2 separate regions of the Sus scrofa genome follow, and region 1 is linked to region 2. Evidence: chromatin contacts called from public Hi-C data. All regions are on one chromosome and are shown on one strand. Each heading gives the region's core, a stretch centred on a gene start, on an enhancer-like site or on the middle of the called end of the contact. The rest is flanking DNA. Distances are from core to core; before and after follow the strand shown. Region 1 holds the start of NPTX2 (neuronal pentraxin-2). Region 2 overlaps LOC106509631 (a long non-coding RNA gene).

Region 1 (5,391 bases), core at 348-2,847, 120 kb after region 2:
CCTCATCCTTCTTCAGCTTCTTGAAAGTTCCTACGAGCCCTTAATACACAAACTGCCCCCGCCACGCCCCCACCCCAAACATACCTTTCCTACTAACACTTTTTTAACTAATACTTTTTTCTACTAATACTTTTTCTACCACGCTTTTCTACTAATGAATTTTCTTACCTGAGCCGTCATCACTTCCACTGTCCTGTGCCTTGGGTGTTGTGTAGACCAGATTTCCTGTCACTAATGTTTATCCACGAAGAGATTTTTCACGTATGGAACTTTTCTTGTAATTTAGCAACCTTATCCTTGAAAACTCCACAACTATTTACATAGCAGAAGCTATTGTTTGAAGTGCAAAGCAGGTCACAATTTGGTTTCTGGAGATTAATCACTGCGGTCTCTTTTATATTATCATAATAATTTCATTTATTTTGATACACTTTGTTTTCAGAATCAACCTCAGCTTCTGTGCAGAAGTGACAAATCCATTTGTTTCTGGTATAATGGATAATATGATTAATGACCTTGCCACAGGATTTTTTAAAAATAGAGGGAAAAAAAATAAAGATTTCCATTTATAATGTGCAGGAAACCGGCTCCGTCTGTAGCTCTCTGAACTTGTTTGTAAACCACAGACCAGATTCTGAAACAAATTTGCTTCTGCCTTTGGGGGTTTCTGTGCGTATCTGACCTCTCCACGGATCTGAGGACAGCGGTCTCTAATTGGGAAACTGGACCCCGTGGGCACGCCGTCTACGAGGGTGGGGCACTGTTTCACTACGTGGCACCATCGCGGTGACTGTGGTTGGATCAAGGCCTGCCAAGCCCAGGCCCTGCTGAATCAGGTCACCGTCCCGCGGGCTGTCGCCGGACCCGCGCGGGAGAGCTCTGCGAGTGGCCTCGTGACCCCGGCCCACTCCACGCCCCTAGGTGGAGGCGACGGGGCGCGAGGTCCGTCGGCGCTGGCGCCCGCGTCGGGTCCCCGCAGATCTGAGAATTCTTTCCGAGACGGGGACAGGGACGCGGCCGCGGAGGGGGTCCCGGAGGCGGCCGTCGTGCATCTCCCTCCCGCCTTCCGGATGAGATGGCCGCGGCCCGGCAGAGGCGGCCCGCGCTGGCTGCGGGTGGGTGGCGACGGCAGCGCTCGGTTCGAGTCCCGCCAGGGGCGCCTCCTCACTTTCTTCACTTTGTGAAATGGGGGCCGCCCCCGCCCCGGGGCTGCGGCGACCAAGCACCAAGGCCTGGCGCCGCGCCTGCAGCCCAGCAGCCGCCCCGGGGGCGGCAGGGCACCAGGGGGCTCTTGCCTTCTCCTCCGCCGCGACGTCCCCGTCCTCGGGGCGCCCGGACAGGGCCCCCTGAAGGCACTCAGGGCCTTTTTTTCTACCTCAGCCCTCTCTCCACCCGGGCCCCCGCGCTCTCACCCCCGGCTCCGGCCCACGCGCCCGCCCGCCAGTCAGGCAGCAGCGACGCCAGAAGGCGCCCCCGCCCCGCCCCCTGCGTGACGCGCGCCCGGCAGGGCCAATCAGATCTCGCGACACCGCGCCCCACGCGCCAGCCCCCGCCCCCCCGAGCTTAAGAAAGGGCGCGCGGGCCGGGCCGGGCCAGAGTGCGGAGCCAGGCAGAGCGTGCGGGCTGTGGGCCGCGGACTGCTCGGTGGGCTCCTGCGCTCACGCTGCCCTCGAGCGGCGCACTCGGCCGCAGCCCTCCGCGCAGGCGCCCACGCCGTTCGCCCCGACGGCGCCGGCTCGCCAGCCAGCGGATGCTGGAGTGAGCGCGGCAGTGGCGGGATGCTGGCGCTGCTGACTGCCGGTGTGGCGCTCGCTGTGGCCGCCGGGGCCCAGGACGGCCCGGCGCCGGGCAACCGCTTCGTGTGCACGGCGTTGCCCCCAGAGGCGGCGCGAGCCGGCTGCCCGCTGGCAGCGATGCCCATGCAGGGCGGCGCGCTGAGCCCCGAGGAGGAGCTGCGGGCGGCGGTGCTACAGCTGCGTGAGACCGTCGTACAGCAGAAGGAGACGCTGGGCGCCCAGCGCGAGGCCATCAGCGAGCTCACTGCTAAGCTGGCGCGCTGCGAGGGTCTGGCGGGGGGCAAGGCACCAGGCCGGGCGGCCTCGGGCAAGGACACCATGGGCGATCTGCCGCGGGACCCCGGCCACGTCGTGGAGCAGCTCAGCCGCTCTCTGCAGACCCTCAAGGACCGTCTGGAGAACCTCGAGGTAGCGGGACGCGGGAGCCCTGGGGGGGACGCCCCCGAGGCCCGGAGGGGCTCGTGGCCTTGCCCGCCAGGCTGTTCGGGACACTGCCTTCTGGAAGCTCTTAGACGCAGAGCGACCTGGGCTTGGGGTCAGGGGCGTTCTCGGTTCTGCACTGGAACTTACTTGAGTGGCTGTCATCCCTCCTTCCCATCCCCTTGCTGGGAAGGAAAGGGTTAAATGCCCCGGGGCGCCGGGACTGCCAGCGGCGGGGCCAGTCGTTTCCCGAGGTCCGGGCGGGCAGCGGGGATGGCTTTCAATCTCTTTGCAAATCTCGAGTCTCCCCTAGCCGGACGCACTCCTGGAGCTTGTGTCGGGTGACGCCAGGCTGCCGCGTGAGGTCGGCAGCCCAGGGCGTCCGATGTTTCCTTTTATAAATCAGGTTGGGCCGGACCCGAGCGGGCGGAGGCCAGAGGGTCTCTGCGGGAGGCCAGAGCGGGCGGGTCCCCGGCCCCCGCAGACGCGCCCCGGAGGAAACGCGGTTAACTTCAAAGACACTGTCCGCGAATTGAGCGGATCTAAGGTGCCCTTCTCGATTGCTTTGGGGGAAGGGACCTTATTCCCTCTCTCTTGGGACGCACATGCAGTTTGGAACTTGGAGAGAGAAATCTTCATTTAATTTCCATCTCTACTTTCCGACCTGTTTAAGAAGTGTGGATGTTTCTATTAGACACGGTGACCAAAATACTTCTGAGCAAAACTAGGTTTCAATTACAGGTGGTAATTATTGCCAAATTATTTGAGCGTTTCCTGTGGCATGATGGCTAAATACAGTATTTCCAGGATCTGTATATCCCTCGATTCATTATGATTAATAACAGCTAACATTTCTGGAACACTAAATATGCGCCAGGCATATTATCTAATTTTAACTCGCGCAACAATCTTGCAAGGCAGATCCTATAATCTGTATTTTGCAATTTGGAACACTTAGAGAGAAGGGTAAATAGCTTGCCAAGGATTTGTGGCTAGGCAGTGGCAGGCTGCCTCCAGAACCAGCAAAATGGTAGAGGAGGAAAAAAAAAGGAAGTGAGGCTTTAGAAACACCATTAAAAGCGAAGATTCCTAAAATGCAGAATAGTTGTGTTTTAGAGTTCTCATTTTCCAGTGACCATAGTCATGCCCCTTTGTGCCCTAGTGGAACTGGGGGACTGTTTTCATTTTCCTTGAAAGCTCATCAGTTTTGAGGACCATTTAATTAATTCTTTTTTTTTTTTTTTTGGTAATTCTACATGTGTTTTGGTCTTTACTTGAGAATGACAGATATTGGTTAAAATTTGACTTTTTAGTAAGAGGAGGAAAACAGCTTCCTGAGAGGGGAAATGAGAGTCCCAAGTTTCAAATATTGCAGCAAAGTAATTCTTGTATCTTTGGAATCCTTTCCATACAAAAAAAAAAAAAAAGCATCAGTGAAATGCTCCCTTACTGCCGTTGGCAGAATTTTATACTCCCGGTGCGGTGGGACCATCAGAGCTACATTTCACAATGTCTTTTTAACTGGCCTTGATACTTCTCCCTCTTGTGTCCCCGCCTCCGCCACCCAAAGCACCAGCTCCGAGTGAACGTGTCCACGGCGGCGCTGCCCGGCGACTTTCGGGAGGTGCTCCAGCGGCGGCTGGGGGAGCTGGAGAGGCAGCTGCTGAGCAAGGTGGCCGAGCTGGAGGACGAGAAGTCCCTGCTCCACAACGAGACCTCGGCTCACCGGCAGAAGACCGAGAGCGCCCTGAACGCCCTGCTGCAGAGAGTGACAGAGCTGGAGCGAGGTGAGGGCTTCGCTGCTGGTGTCTCTGTCGCCCCCTGGCTGACGTCCATCCGGCCCCTCCCAGGGTCTTGCCGCCCTGGAAGGGAAACGGGGGCTCCCGGCAAGGGGGCGCTGGCAGAGAGCCGCCAGCAATTTCCCTTTGACAGATGAGGCCACTTGTGCCCCTGGGGGAGCGGTGGGTCCCAGCTCCCTGCCTGCTGACTCTGGCAGCAGCTCTGCTCCCGCGTTTGCTTGGCTCTGAGCTGCTCTTCTGTCCGCCCAGCCCTACAGTCTTAGATGCAAAAAACCACCCACCTCCTCACCACCCAAGTGTGGTCCCCCTCTCCCTTCTGCCTCTCACTTCTCATAGCAAGTGTGGCTTTTCCAACCAGAGTCATTCGTGGTGCACGGAGTCAGCGCCCCAGCTGTCTCCCCACCTGGCCTTTGTCAGAACCTCAGAGACAGAGGGGGCTGCTGGCTGCTGAGAGTTGCCTGGTTTGGGGCCCCCGTGCTCAGCCCCAGATGTCAGCAGTGATTGCTGCCACCACATGGAGACAGTCCCTTGCTGTCTGAGCAAACAGTAAGGGTGACAGACAAGAGCCATCTCCAGAAAGAGCCCCACCCCAGCCCCACGGGCATTGTCCATGGAAGAGCCAGCACCCTCGGGGTCAGCTTGGACAAAGCCCCCGATCTCTGAAACCTCCTGCCACGAGGGCCTCCCAGTCCCTCTGATCTAGACACCGCAGCAGTTTCTGAGAGTCTCTCTCCTCGGCTCACGTTCTCGTGGGTAAGTTGCTCTGGATCTAGGGCCCTAGACGGTTCAGAGGCACCGCATAGGGCGTTCCAGGCCTGCTGGTAGTGAGTACAGGATTATAATCTTTTCAGAGGCACTAACCTGACAAAGGCGGTTTCTCTGACTCGGTTTTATGAATCGGTAAGTGAATGTCTAATAGCAGAATGTCCACTCTCTCTTCCAGTGCTGTCGGCACGGCGGCTCAGCAGGGCCAGATGGAGTCACCCAAGGGGATAGTGTTTCTGTTCCTTTTTATTCATTCGCTTTTATGGCCGCATCACGGTCTTCTTCATCCCTTTCCTGTTCTCTTCCTCCAGAAAATCCATCCTTCCTTCCCCTTATTATTACACTTGGATTCTTCAGTATCAAAAAGAAAAAAAAAAAAAGTCCTTTCTGCCTCACCTCCATAGCCGGGTGACCTCAGGAAGCTCCTCAGGTCTCAAGAGCCTTCCCCGAAGGCAGAGCAGCTATAGCTTAAGCCTTTGTCACAGAACAGGAGGAGAGGAAGGGCCAGGGGAGGGTGGCCTTCACCCCCGTGGAACCTGGCACCTGCGGGCCGAGGGAGCAGGGACTCTACACTTACGCAGTAGCTTGAAGGCAGGTGGCTGTGGAATAGG
Region 2 (5,978 bases), core at 2,845-5,344:
TGGTTTTCTTACTAACACACCCCTTTCACTCTCAAAAGTGTCCTGGTTTGCAAGATAGGTCACACAGTCGCCCTTTTAGGAACCAGATGCCCCATGACGCTCTCTCCCCTGCCCGTGGGTTGGTGCAGAGAAGCACGGTGACCTTGGAGGAGCCACAAGCCGGAAAGGACCTGGGTTACTCGCTGCATCACTACATAGAAGATGAGTCTAGATCCCCACTCAGGACCCTAAGTGAACACGAAATAAACTGCTGAGATGAGTGGGCTTTGTGGAGCCCTGAGTGCAGTTTACTTTTCAGAGCAGCCAGCATGACCCTTAGGTGGGCGACAAGCAAGAATGAAACCTCCATCCTGGTTCAGGAAGCGAGAGTACAGAGTGTCAGCGTCATGAATCTGGGCCTGTTCATTTCACGCCTGCAGATGCCTAGGCAGTGGCTCCATAGCCAAGACTGTGCAATGTCTATGCACAAATAAATGCATGTGTAGCTCTTAACCCTTCATCACAAGCGTGAACGTTTCAGCCAGTTTTCTTCCCAATTCTGTCTTTAGCAAGAGATCACACGTGCTGGAGACAGGGTTCTTCCGATTTTAAAGGAAGAAAAAAACCAAAAAACAAAAAAACCCCTTTGTGTTGGAGAAGAAGGTGGGCTTTGGGAGTCAGATGGGCTTCAAGCAAATTAGTGCAAAGAGGTTCACTGGCTGTGCCACCAGGAAAACATCACTTAACCTGTGTCCCCAGTTCCTTGCCTGAAAACGACCAGGATAATATTGACTTCCTTCTCCTTTTCTCTCTTCTCCCCCGCTTCCCCTTTGATAAAATCTTCGCAAGTTCAACCATGCACATATGTGAAGGGAGAGGGCCCGTAACTGAATGGCACGTCTGCCTGGGGGACTTTCAGTTTTCACCTTGAACTTGGAGTTAAGAGGTGCTGTGGAGAGAAGACGGGGTCCTGCATCCTGGAGTAGCAGGTGCTCTTGGAGCCTGTCCCACCCCAGGACCCTGTGTCTACCTCTCACGCCATCTACAGCTTGATGGACGGCTGGTGAGCTCAGCCCGTTTGCAGAGGCAGCCCTGCCACGGGGAGGTGCCACCCCCAGGGACAGCCTTCACCGGTGGGAGCTGGAGCTGAGGCACAGACAATGGGTCTGTGGTCTTGGAGGGATGAGTCTGAGCCACGATCTCCGTGGCTGCTCAGGTGTCCTGGGGGGACCGAGAGCCATGGCCTTCAGGGGTGACCTGCTCAAGCACCGCTGATCAGCTTTCCCTCTGTGACCCCGTTAACTTCCTAGGGCTGCTGTTACAAAGTGCTGCAAATGGGGGTGTGTGAAACAACTGAAGTGTCGTGTCTCACAGAGCCTGGGGCGAGGACTCTAAAATTCAGATGCTGGCAGGGCCATGCTCCCCGGACAACGGCCGGGAGTCCCCGTGCCCTCCTTCTGGGGCCCGGGGGTGGCTGGCAGTCTTTGGCCTTCCTCGCCTGTGGCTGCGTCACTGCACATGCGGTGTTTTCCTGTGTGCTTCTATCTCTGATAAGGACACCAGTCATGCTGGGTTAGGAGCCCATTCTGCTCTCGTGTGACCTTGTCCAACTATATCCGCAGCCCCCCCCATCCAAATAAAGTCACATTCGGAGCCACCGGGGGTCAGGACTTTGCCTCTTTTTTGCTCCCGTTTCATTCTCTCTGCTCCCTCCATTCTCTTTCCCAGGATCCCCTCTGGAACAACTACCTGATCCAGTCCTTGTCACAGACTCTGCTTTTGGGGGGACCCAAACCAACACACCTGGGGCCCACGTTCCAGCTTCACAGTTTGCAGCTGCGTGGCCTGACTTTCCGAGTCGCGGGGCACTCCGTGCCCTGTGGTGATGGTGGTTTGTCCCTCGGGTCCCCGTGCCCTGCAGACCCGGGGCCCTCCAGGGCAGTAAGCTAAGTGCTGGTTCCGGGACCCCCGCTCCTTCCACTTCTAGGTGCTGCCTTCACAGCGAGCGTCCTGGGGGAAGGGAGAGGGTGGGAGGTTGAACGGGGGCTTGTGGTTGGGCGTGGAGCCAGCATGCATGAGCCCCACACCTCGTCTGTGTCCCTGACCACTGGGAAGTGTCATTGTCCCTTGTGCCCAGGAGAGAAGATGGGATAAGAAAACATTTGGTCTGCTTTTGCCAAACTCGCTCTGGAAGAACTGCAGTGTCCTTGTCTGTGGAGGGGATTCGTGTGTGGACCTGTGTCCTCAAGCCCCAACGCTGACTTAGGAGAGCTGCTCGGGACCGCCTGGCAGCACACAGTGGGCACAGATGAGACACGGGTGCCAGTCTGCACTGCAGCCCCGTGGGGGCTGTCCCTGAGGGAGGGTTATACTTTCCAGCCCAGGGACCTCAGGCTCGGCCAACAGACTGGAAATCTGAGCGGAGCCGCAGGGGGTCGGGACCTCATATCTCTTTTGGGGGAATCTGTTTCATTCTCTTTGCTTCCTCATCCTGCTTGCCCAGGACCCCCCCCCCCATTTTCTTGTCCCGCATTACTCCTTCCTCTGCTGTGAACCCAGAATGTTCCAGAAAAAGTAACCTCTTTAGTCTTGGTGCTAGAATGAAGAGACAGGGAGGAAAACCATAGCTGACCTGCAGCCAACAACTAAGGTGATGAGAAACCAACCTCTCTCCCTCTTTTTTGCTTTTTCCTTTTTCCTTTCATCCCGCCCACCTCGTTTTTTTTTTTTTTTCATTATTTTTTTTTTCCTATGGTACAGCATGGTGACCCAGTATACATTATTTTTTCTCACATTATCAGCCTCCATCCTAAGTGACTAGACATAGTACCACTGAAATTTGGGGGGCTGTTTGTTACAGCAGCATAACCTAACCTTTCCTGACTGATACACCAGCAACGCCCTCATCCGTTTTGTCAATATCCTTCTCCCTGACATTATCCCTGTGTAAGAAAGAGCCTCTCGGTTTGGGTCCCAAATCCCAGGGCTGAAGTTTTGTGATTTGAGCTGGATTCTACCGAGCCCCTCTTTCCTAAGATCCAGGGACTGGGACAAAAGAGTCATTGTTCATACCCACCAGCCCCAGAGGATGCAATCTGAGAGAGGCAGCCAGCAAGACAGACCACAGTGGCCCCCAGAGCCTAAGATCAGCTGGCCTAGACTAGGGCCTGGCTGCATCATGAGAGGCGAGAGAAGGGGCGGCTGGGCCAGTGCTCTGCTTGTTCCATCCGTGTAGGAGGAGCATGAGGGAGCCAAAGAGGAAGGCCGGCCAGGCCTGAGGCTCCTCACTCCCTAGACTCACCAGGAGCACATGTCAGAGGAGAGAGGACAGAGGGGCGTCCTAGGGGTCTGGGGGCCCCGAGATGATGGAACTTCCTGCTAGGCAACAGGTTCAGACTGGCCCTGCATTGTGACCACCCAGCCATGGCAGCGACCCCTCCCTCCCTCCTTCTCCCACAGAGGGGGGCTGGGGGTGCACCAGGAAAGCTTCCTGAGCGAGTTTTCCCCCTCAAGGCCGTGAGAGGGAGGTGAGAGCATGTCTGCAGCCCTGCCGTATAAATAGTGAGGCGCGCGGTGCAGGGCGTTTGTAACTAGAGCGAGGAGGAGAAGGAGGAGCCTTTCACCTGCAGGGAAGCTTCCTGAAGCCCATCTCTCTCTTCTGGGTCCCCGTCGGGGAGGATGCTGAGGAGCAGGTGCGGCTGTTGCTGCGGCTGAGTTTCCTCCGGACCAGGCGGGTGGCATCCTTCGTCTGAAAGCGCCTCCCACGAGGGTGTTGGCCGCGGCCTCTGAGGCCTCGGGAGACAGAGGCTGCTCGTGGCCTGAGAGCTGCGGCTCCTCGGCCGCCTCACCAGCAGCAGGAGACCAAAGCTCGTCAGGCTTTCAAGGAACCCCCGGGGCCGCCGAACACTCCGTCTCCCGCCTTCCTGGGCCCAGGGGAGCCGCTGAGGAAGAGCAGTTGCCGAGAGAACCAGCGCTGCTCCATTTTTTCCACCTGAACATAAAACCTCACCGCTGGTCTCCGAGTCATAAGGCAGCGCTGACCACGGGGCCTCCCCGGGAGGCTCGCTGAGGCCTGGGGAGCAGTTTCCGCTCCCGGCCGGACGCCGCTGCTTGGCGTGAACGTGCCACTGTCCCCTCGCAGGCTGCCCTCTCGCTCACGTCCCAGCGGCCCACCTCCAGCTCCGTCCCTGGCAGCGCGGGCCCCTCGGTTCTGATGCTGCCCCCGCCCCGGTCTGCTCCCTTCCTTTCTGCAAAACGTATTTCTCCAGCCCCTTGCTTCCTTTCGGCCTCCTGGCAGCGCTGACCTGTGCCACCACGTGCCCGCATCGGCGGAAGCGCCGGAGCCCAGAGACGAGGACCGCCCCCCCCCGCCCCGCCCCACCGAGCCCCAGCAGCCCCTGGAGGTGGGGCGGCTCCAGACCCGGGTTGGGGCTGCTCCTCTGGAGGCGCAGTGACGGGGCTGGAGGCGCAGGGCCCCGGGGTCCCACGCAGGAACCCCTGGGTAACGCGGGACCCCTTCCCTCAGGAGCTCAGGGCCCCGGCGGGCAGAGAGGGGGGTAAGATGCCAGTGAGAGGGGAGTGGGAGCCGGACACCCCGGGAAGCAGCCCACACCTGGGAGGGAGGGGCCGGGAGCTCTTCTAGAACTCTCCTCGGCGATGCTCCCCCCCCATCCCCTGAACCTTGGCGGGAGCAGAGGGGGAGGTGTAGACACGGGAGACATTTCCTGGATCCCTTTCCCTCCCACCTGGGAGGTTACCTGCGAGGGGCTGGCCCACCCTCTTTATGGCACACATTTACTGAAGGCTCCTGTGTGTCCAGAAGAGGGTTTAAACTCACTGACTCTGGGTTCGAATCTTGCCTCCACCACTTACAGGCTGTGTGACCTTGGGCAAGGGACTTAAACTGTCTGTGCCTCCATGTCCTCACCGGTAAAATATGTTTTTGGTGAAGGTTCAATGAGGTAACACTTGTCAGGCATTTGGCGGAGCACCTGGCATACACATGGTACCTGCCTTTGTTCGGGAAAAATCAACTGGGAGTCCGGGCATGTTCCTGACCCGCCGACCCTTCCCGTGGAGGCAAACAGCATTCGCGTGAACCATCACAGGACAGAATGACCCTGTCGTGAGGAGATGAGCTCAGCAACAGGGTAGAGGGTTAGTTAACAGTTATTTCAACCACGGGGGTGAAGGAAGGTCTTCCAGAGGAGGCGGTACCTGCACGGAGGCTGCGGTGATGATAGCAGGACGAGCATGTGCAAAGGGCCGGTGCGTCAGAGGAAAACTTAGGCAAGTGTGGCTGGAGCATGGGGGCACCAGGAGAGGCTGTGTGTGAAACAGGTTGCGAGAAGCCGGGCCCACGGGGTCCGACAGTCTCCGGAAGGGCTGGCGATTCTTTTCTAACTGCCGTAGCAGACTGCACGGTTTCCTAGGGCTGCGGCAACAAAGTACCACCAACTTGGTGCCTTGAAACAGGAATGTGCTCTCATAGTTCTGGAGGCCCGAGGTCCGAGATCAGGGGATAGGCCAGGCTGTGGTCCCTCCAGAGACTCCTGGGGAGAACGCTTCCTGCCTCTTCCAGCTTCTGTGTGGCCTCAGGTGTTGCTTGGCTATGGCTGTACCCCTCCAGTCTCCATCTTCACATGGCCTTTTCTGTCTGTCTGTCTGTCTAACTCTGTGCCCTCTTTGTCTAAGGACCCCTGTCATTTGATTTAGAACTTAAATCCAATATGCCAGCATCTGGACATCTTTAAATTACTTCTGCGAGGCTCCATCTCCGACTAAGTAAACATTCACAGACACCCGGGGTGAGGACTTGGACGTAGCTTTTTGGGGGACAAGTCAACTCACTTGGAGGCCACGGGCGCTTAAGCAGAGGAGGGCGCTGCACTGACAATCGATTTCACAGGATCACGCTGGCTGCTGTGTGGAGAACAGCACGAAGGTGAGGAGGCAGGTTACGGGGCGTCGGGGTGGGGGGGCTCTTCAGGCAGCTGGGC

The links. A called contact is a pair of places that touch in the nucleus more often than the background predicts.
Region 1: a contact with region 2 is called in a Hi-C map of undifferentiated spermatogonia, with 1.5 times the contacts expected there. The contact joins the promoter of NPTX2 here to the enhancer-like site in region 2. A contact is called at or near these places in 6 of 47 Hi-C or Micro-C datasets (brain, embryonic fibroblasts, epiblast stem cells and 3 more).

Annotation. Positions count from the first base shown.
Region 1 is chr3:5,719,089-5,724,479 of Sscrofa11.1, forward strand. It overlaps NPTX2 (neuronal pentraxin-2), which reads left to right and starts at 1,598. Exons shown (of 5, transcript XM_021086095.1): 1 at 1,598-2,204; 2 at 3,787-4,003. The coding sequence starts at 1,779.
Region 2 is chr3:5,594,272-5,600,249 of Sscrofa11.1, forward strand. It overlaps LOC106509631 (a long non-coding RNA gene), which reads right to left. Exons shown (of 4, transcript XR_001307311.2): 4 at 4,323-5,978. Among named protein-coding and RNA genes, the nearest start is that of BAIAP2L1, 29 kb to the left of the region's middle. Within about 2 kb of position 4,095, at least 1 of the 83 cell types and tissues checked has an H3K27ac peak or open chromatin away from gene starts, as enhancers often do. A contact at or near this core is called in undifferentiated spermatogonia, where this site is marked.